Linked DNA regions of Zea mays: region 1 is linked to region 2. A link is a contact called in public Hi-C data. All regions are on one chromosome and are shown on one strand. The core of a region is the stretch at or near the end of the contact, and the rest is flanking DNA. Distances in the headings are between cores, read along the strand shown.

What was found. A called contact is a pair of places that touch in the nucleus more often than the background predicts.
Region 1: a Hi-C map of ear shows a contact between it and region 2, with 5 times the contacts expected there. The contact joins the enhancer-like site here to the promoter of LOC100278970 in region 2. A contact is called at or near these places in 6 of 25 Hi-C or Micro-C datasets (bundle sheath, ear, leaf and 2 more).

Annotation. Positions count from the first base shown.
Region 1 is chr1:143,573,105-143,577,225 of Zm-B73-REFERENCE-NAM-5.0, reverse strand. No RefSeq gene overlaps it. Among protein-coding and RNA genes, the nearest start is that of LOC100381809, 15 kb to the left of the region's middle. Within about 2 kb of position 2,680, at least 17 of the 20 cell types and tissues checked have an H3K27ac peak or open chromatin away from gene starts, as enhancers often do. A contact at or near this core is called in bundle sheath, ear, leaf and 1 more, where this site is marked.
Region 2 is chr1:143,345,141-143,349,206 of Zm-B73-REFERENCE-NAM-5.0, reverse strand. It overlaps LOC100278970, which reads right to left and starts at 1,429. Exons shown (of 4, transcript NM_001152063.2): 1 at 1,160-1,429; 2 at 997-1,079; 3 at 716-918. The coding sequence starts at 1,374. It overlaps LOC100274631, which reads left to right and starts at 39. Exons shown (of 1, transcript NM_001365149.1): 1 at 39-704. The coding sequence starts at 100. The coding sequence ends at 483.

The sequences.
Region 1 (4,121 bases), core at 1,431-3,930, 230 kb before region 2:
CATGGCTGATGCAACAAAAAAGGCCAATTCATGCCTAGGGTTTTTTTAGCTGTCCCAATTTTCACTTTAGTCTTCTATTTGAGGAACTGCTGGAGTAACTACGGAATCTTAAGAGCTGAGTCAGTTGGTCGCTATTGAGAAATTTCTAATCGCAAATGTCTCGTGTAGGGCGTTCCTCTTTCTGGACGCCGGGTCCAGCATACGCTACAGTTGGTGGACCACGATGTCCTATGGCGACTACGGACGCCTAAGAGCTGAGTTAGCTAGAATTCCTATTTTTCATTAATCTAGACCACAAATAATTCTATAAAATAAAACCTATGTAAATAACTAAATAACAATGTGCAAAATATATTTTGTCTAAGTATTGCTATCTGTACCGCAAAAGAGTTTAAAACAACCTAAGTTACAATCATATATTCTAAACTAGGAATAGAAGAGATTGTAACTTAAGTAAATAATAAATAAGGAATCTTAAATACAAAGGTAGAGATGCAAATTTTTGTTGACGCGCCGGTATTTTTATCGAGTTATTTAGAACCATTCAAGGTTGTAACTAATTCTCGTTGGTGTCCCTATGCAAGGGGAAGCCCATGCGAGGCCAAACATTTGATCGAGTAACTCCGTAGATAGCTGCAGTGTCACACCCGGGTTTTAGGGGCACCAAAACCCGGGCGCGAAATAATCACCAAGTGTGCTGGGACCAAATCTCACACATATGATGACTCATGGTACAGAAACGAATGTCACATCTTTACTATATAATAGAAGTGATGTACAAAATAGCTAAATAATTATATCATATGCAGACAACGATCCAACAACCATAAAGTTGACTGGGAGACGACGACCTATACCACTCACAAACTCATCACAACATCTTTCGTGCGCCTCCTCCTGTGGTACCTGTTTTTGACCTAGGGGGATGTGAGTACAACAAGGTTGAGCTCACATACGTTCATCGCTCAACAAATTGTGGGGAATAATGTGCATGAACTCACCAAAAGTGGGAGCTCATGTGAAGTGTAAGGCTTACTAAAGGAGATGGTTAAAGCTGAGCATTGCTTTAGAGTTGGTCAAAATTTTATTAGTAGTTACTAAGTATAAGTAGATACCAACTCAATTAAGTAAGAGATCACAATTGATAATAACACCCGCGATGCAATGCATATGACAGATTAAGTTTAGTTCCATAAATTAATCATGCGAGAGTCCTGAGCTGCTCATGACCGCGAGCACTGCTGATATACCAGTTTTACACTCTGTAGAGGTTGCGCCCTTTACCCACAAGTCGTGTATCCCGTCTAGCCAAGGTTAGCTAGACCCTTAGACACTTCCGCGGTGAATGGATATGGATCCACTACGAGGCCTTTACAAAGTTTCACTAGCTTCAGAAAACCCACTACAGTTTCTAGAAAGCGCAATATAGGAATCCCCCGTCCGAAAAGCCATCGCAACATGATCACCCCGAGAACCTTCCTATACCGACAACTCCCCTACTGCCCTTGCCCCTTTCGGGTAAGGTAGTCCTCAACTAGCTTTCCTAATTAGTCAGCCAAGGGCGTCCCATTCCACCCTTATGGTAGCACGTGTTTCTCAAGTTAAGCTCTATGTTCCAATTAACACAATGATCTTGTCATGAACAATAATTAAACAACAGTATAACTGGAACATGATCATAATGTAATATTAATCCCCAAACCAGGTAGAGCAATAGCAAAACTACCCAAAAGTTCAGTGGTAAACAAGGTGTGGGATAAACAAGTCTAGAGAAACCTATTTGGTCCCATCAGATTAAACTGAGCATGTCATAGTGATTAATAGGAACATTATTGGGTAAAGAAAAGTGATCAAGGGCACAACTTGTCTTAGACTCAAGATTTCAGGTACCAACTTGTCTTCAAGTGACTCGTGAACTCACTGCTATTCATAGCAATACAACAAACATGGTATAGGCAAAATTAACATCACACCCAACATAAGAACAAACCGCATAATAATAATCTACGCGATGCTACGAGATCGTGAGTTCGAGAACCACCAAATTCGGAGTTACGATTATAAAGGTACGATTTTCCGAAGATCTACGTGATTAAATATTAAACTATATTATAAATTGGTTAATATACATCATATGAGAAAATATACTCCAAATAATTAATTAAACTTTAACCTAGATTATAGTTTGATTAGAAATCATATTTTAGTCAATTATCGTCATGGATTAATTTAACTTTGGTTGGAAGGATAAATCTACTAATAATAGGCTAACCTCTATCTATTTATAAAGATATGTTTTATGGTACAAATAATGTCATCACTGCGTAGGTAATTTTATTACGAAGCTAACGCAACCAGAACAGAGTAAAACAAAGTTAAAACACGTAAATTATGAGTTTTCTAAGATTTCAAGAATTATTTTTATACTTGGGAATCAATTTCCATGTTTATTTTATTATTTCTGAACTGGATGGACTACGGGCGCTATTCCTTAAATCTTCAGGGTTTAACCCGTGAAAAATCTGGACCTAACCGTACTGATCTCTCCACATACCCAGACTGCGGGTTGATTTAAAAGAAAACCGAGGGCTCTTTTGTATTTGTTTCACGGCTGAAAGGGTGTCCTTGATTCCCAGCTGCCCGATCTAAAACCAACGACATGCATTAGATCCCGTAAAACCAGAACCGGTATGTGATACCTGCCCTTGGATCCGAGATCCACGGCCCGAAATTCCCCCCGCAACGACACCATCCGATCCACCCATTCGTCAATCTGCAGCACTGATTTAAAATGACAAAGTTCTCACATATCTAATCGTGGCCGTTCCCTGATAGACCAACGTCCCATAGCTTGTTTGAGCCTAGCCGCCGATCCCTAGATCAACGGATGCGACCACGCCACCAACCCCAACTGAACACGGTGGCACCGCAGGGCATACCCGCGGCGGAGCTTCGCTGCCGGCCACACGATCCGACGCCTAATCGCCCAACCTTGAAATTGATCGGTGCTAAACTTAGAGGGGAAGATGGCGAACATGCAGAGAGGGTTCATACCGCCCATCGGAGTGGTGTTGGTGCTGACCATGGCGTGGTGTGATTATGCGGCGGAGGGAGAACTCCAGTGATAAATTCCTAGACCACGACGCGACGATATCTACAATACTCGGGTATATACTATGCGTGGATGATAATGGGAGCCCAGAGGGGTTTCTCACCGAAGAATGACGGCGTGTGCACCCTTGTCCACGTGATGATGCGGCTGCGCCATGGCTCCTAGGCTCCGGTGAGCACTTCTTGGACTCCAGTCTCCCACCCGCCTGGTGAAGATGCGACTCACCAGAGGCGAGCACCGTTGACCGCCCTAGTTTGCCGTTGAGGGTCTCAACAATGGTGTGGCGTGATCATGTCGACGACGAACTCCCTCATGCCCTGACCGTGGAGATGGCCAGGAGGATAGGTTCGAGCTCAGTTTTATTGTCCGAGAAGGTAGAACTCCCCAGCAACGGGCAGCACGCGATGGATAGGGAGGGTGTAACCACCCACGGCGGTATCGGCATATGAGTACGTCAGCAGGAGCCGCGGAGGTTCTGTTATGAGGGAATTGTTGGGGAAGATGACCTAACAGCATGGTCCCATTTGCCCGCGACCAGGGTTCTCCAGCGCATACGAGGGTAGGGAGGCTAGCGATTGGGTCCATGGTGTCTGCTGGCGCGAGAGCGTAGAGGGATGGGCCGCGTGGTGGTGTTGGTCGTGGGCCCGCATGTCAGCCGGCGAGGGAAGCTGGACCGGTTTGATGGGCCAAGCAGGTGTGGATTAGGCCCACAATGCATGTTTTCTTTATCTTTTTCTTTTCTATTTCAATTTTGTCTCTCTTTCTAAATTTCCAAATTTGGTAGTTTGAATTCAAATTTGCTGGTGAGTTTCACAAATTAAGTGCACAAATAAAGTACTAGCATGAAGAATTATAATTGTTTATATACATATATATATATATATTTTTCATTGTAATGTATTTTCCATTTTTTATTTCATTCTCTTTTCTTATTTCTCTTTCCATTTTCAAATTCTATTTTTCGAACTTAAACTTGTCTCATAAATTTGAATACAAATACAAAAATACA
Region 2 (4,066 bases), core at 180-2,679:
CTCGCCTATAAATACGGCGTCGCGTGCGGCCTTCTCTCATCGCCAAGTTTTTTTAACTATACAATCCAGGAAGGAAGTCACTGTCACTTGGTGAGATCGATGGCCCGCGTCGCCGCCGTCCTCGTTGCTCTCCTCGCCCTCTTTGCCGTCGCGGCCACGGCGCAGGCCCCTGCCGCGTCGCCCAAGCGCGCCCCAGCCCCTGCGCCACCCAAGATGGCCCCTCTCCCGCCGCCGCCGACCAGGGCCCCCATGGCCTCCCCGCCCTCGCCTCCCACGATGTCGCCGGCGTCCGCCCCCTCCGCCGACGCTCCAGCCACGAGCCCCGCCGGTGCGGGATTTGGCGACGCGATGGCCCCGGCGGGAGCCTCCGCTCTGACTCCGGCCGCCGCGCCCGTCACGGAGAAGAGCACAGCCGCATCTGCCTCCGCCATCAGCTTCGTCGCCATCGCCGGCGCTGTGGCAGCCGCCGCCGTCGTGTTCTAGACATCCGGAAGTGGATCTGAGGAGCTGCAGCTGCACCTGAGCCGCTCTGCTGTTGTTGATAGATGCCCTCTGTTTGCTCTGTTTTACGATCCATTGTTTATTTATTTATTTGTTTGTTTGTCATTTAGAGGTCTGAGACAGAGATGAGGATGTGTAATCCTATCAATTTTCTGAACGGGAGTTGTTTCTATGCTCCGCAAGCAAACATATGACACTGCAAGCTGGTGTGTACCTTGTGGATGATGTTCTGTGCAAGGTGTGCCTCCTCGGCGACTTCCTTGGACGCGTGCTCCAGGAGCACGACCGCTGTCCTCAGCCTCCCGTTCTCGGGCAGCTGCTCGGCCACTTCCGACGACACCTTCTCTGCGACGGTGGCCGCGTCCTCGACGGCCTCCGCCACTACCTCCGCCGTGTCTTTCACCATATCCACCTCACCTGATGGCATCGGCGCAGAGTTAAATTTTGCATCGGTGCAGAGTTTCGCGGCGCGCGGTACAGGGCTCTTTGCTCTACTCTGAATCAGCAGGAACGACGCCCATCTGGAATGCAGCATTGGCGCTGCAGCAGCAAGAATAGAACCGACGGCCAGCCTTGCCCTGCAGTGCAGCAGAGGAATTAGGAGCCGCACCGGGACCCACTAATAACTGTACAACGGACAGAACAGTCGAGCAATCACAAGATGAAGAAAGGCGTCCGCTCCTTGTCCTGAGACTGATGCTGGCTCGGCCGAGCCGGCGGACGTCTCACGTCTCCCCCGTGGCTGGAGCCCGAGAATCCCGATCGGACCAACGCCTGGAAACGCGGTGGCGCCGCCGTCGCGGATCCGAGACGGGTGGTGGAGCGGAGCTTCTGGGAGTAGAGAGACCCGAACGACCTGACCAGGGACGACATGGCCGATTGCTGGAGGACAAAACAGTCAGCTCCTGATCGCTGGGTCCTTATGCACATCGATCAACAACGTGGAACGAGCGCGTATATGTACAACATGGACACCTCGCCACGCGCAACGGCGTGAGGATTGAAAGCGTGTCCATTCGTTAGCTTGCAAGGAATTGTTGGATGTGAAGTTAGGGTGAATGATCTGTGCACGTCAAAGGCAGTCGATTTCCGGATCAGATATAGCCTTGGGAAGGCAAAAGGGGATGCGGTGTCATGTGTGGATTGTGAGACGGATAGCAGACATGCTAGCATGCTGGTGCCGAAACCTGAAGCTTCCAAGCAACAACGTTCGGGTGGATATCCTTTTTCATTTTCTCAGTTAGTTCGGATCGACGTAACCCTATGACGACACGTGGCTTGTAAGTTTCGTATATCATCATAAACTTCCCGCTTTCTTTACCGATCAAGTATCAAGTGCACTCGAGTATGGCTCGCTGAACTAGCGATGACAACGTATAACACCCTAAAATTATATTTTAGGATTTATAAAAGTTTTTTAAAAGTTTTAAATTGAAATATCTTTTAATAAGTATCTTATTACCTTTCAAGTTACTTATCCCAAAGTAAATATATTTTCTAATAAAATATTACACCAAATGAGTTAATTTATCCACTTTTTGTTAAACTATATTTTTTAAAAAACAACATCTCTTAATGAAAGTTCTACACGAGGAGTTAATATTATTAGATAACCATTTCTATTCTCTAAGGGTTGCATATGAGGCATTTGACTAAATGAATAATTGGTATATAAGTAAAATCAACCATGCATTGCATGCGGAGCCTTTTTTGTTGATTGTGCATTTAATTGGGTGTTCAAACTATATTTGAAATAGGAGAAATGATAAAACAAGAAAAAGAAAACAGGAAAAAATGAAAATAAAAAATATATATAGAGAGAGACTACCTTGTCTGGGCCGAAACCTACATTCCGGCCCAGAACCGCATCACCAGTGCGATCCAGCAGTACTCCAGCCGCGCGTCTGCTGACTTGGAGACCCCACCGATCAGTCACTATCGTGCGCTGGCCAAATTCCTCTGCCTGGTGGGCCTCCTGCTTAGTCATCTGCGTGAGGTGCGCTCGAGCAGGTGGGGCCGTTAGGCCAGTTTCACAATTCGCTCGCATCACTGACTTCGCGACCCACCCGCCAATGTCTCACGCTTCACGTCTCTAGCTCGTGGGACCCGCACTTCAGCCACCCCATTCACCGCGCGAAAAAACAACAAGTTAGTGGTGTCCGGGGCCCATTTGCTAGTAGCTTCTTCCCCGTCAAGTCCGTCGCGAACAAAGTTGTTACAACTGCCCAAGATTCGCGCGGCTCACAAAATCTTCCTAGTTTCAGCCCGTGTGTCGACCCCTCGAGAATATAACATGGCCGCCTACCTCTCCTCTAGCCATTGCGGCCTCCACAGGACCCTAGAAAGCGACTGCATCCATTGTCAAGCGTATATATATATAGAGAGAGAGAGAATTGACGCCACCCCGATTATGTGCTCAGCCTCGCCATCAATTTGCTGCAGTATGTGGTCGAGGAGGTTCGTCAGGACTCGTGAAAGTTAGGGATGTCAGATGTCACCAATTCATCGGGTGTCGCTGCAGTGATGAGAGGATTCATCGCTGGAGCTCCAGGTAAGAACTTCTCCGTGTGATTCACATTGGTGTATGCATCGTGTGGCTGCCTTCGGATTATGGTTTATGGCCTTACACCGCTGAATGGCGTGGCTACGGCCATCCGTCTGCCATGGAGGCCGACAGCGCCGCCGTTCTCGGATGTCTGGGTGAGAAGATAACGCGCTGGCCGTCGACCACGGAACAAACGGCCCAAATTAGAAGAAGTGAACTGTTATGCTTGGTTAAAACTGAGCCATTGATCTGCGATCCATCGATCTGGATTGGATCTAGGTGTTTTTAAATCCAGGTCGCCAGTTGTGAGATGGAGGGCTAGGATTACATCAGAGCGTACCCCTTCGTAGATTAAATCTGAGCCATTGATCTCAGGATGGATGGCCCAGTCGCGAGGATACCACTTCGGTCGTGGATTTTTGCTAAAGAGTCCCCAAAGTCGGGGGGAAATAATCTGCAGTCCATCTCTAATCAAAGACTATTACCGTGAGGTCCAGAATTTTAGAAAATAGACCCTAAACTTATCTAGAATATGACCCACAACATAGATCTCAGTTTTTCTTATAAATTAATTGTTAAAAATGGTTTTAAATATAAAACTTAATATGAAATAACTTAGAAACTTCAGAAATTCATAACATCTCCATTTTAACTCTGATTTTAGTGGTTCTTGAACCTAAAATTTTGTAGCGACACGTGGAATGTTATTACACAATTTGTTCTCATGCTTGGTGTAATGTTATTTTTACCTATTATTTGTCTCTCTATATGTATTGCTACGAATAGAAGCGAGGTCTCGAGGAACCTGAAGCTCCAATTGGAGAAGTACCTGTAGTTGCACCAAAAAGGCAAGTTGTGCCCTTGATCACTTTTATTTACCTAATAATGTTCTTGATAATCACCGTGACATGTGAAAGCGAAATGGGCTTAATCATTTCCTATAATCGATTTTAATGGTTGACGTCCATCACAAACCACGTGGACTAATTAGTTTGCCTAGATATCATTTATCATAGGTGC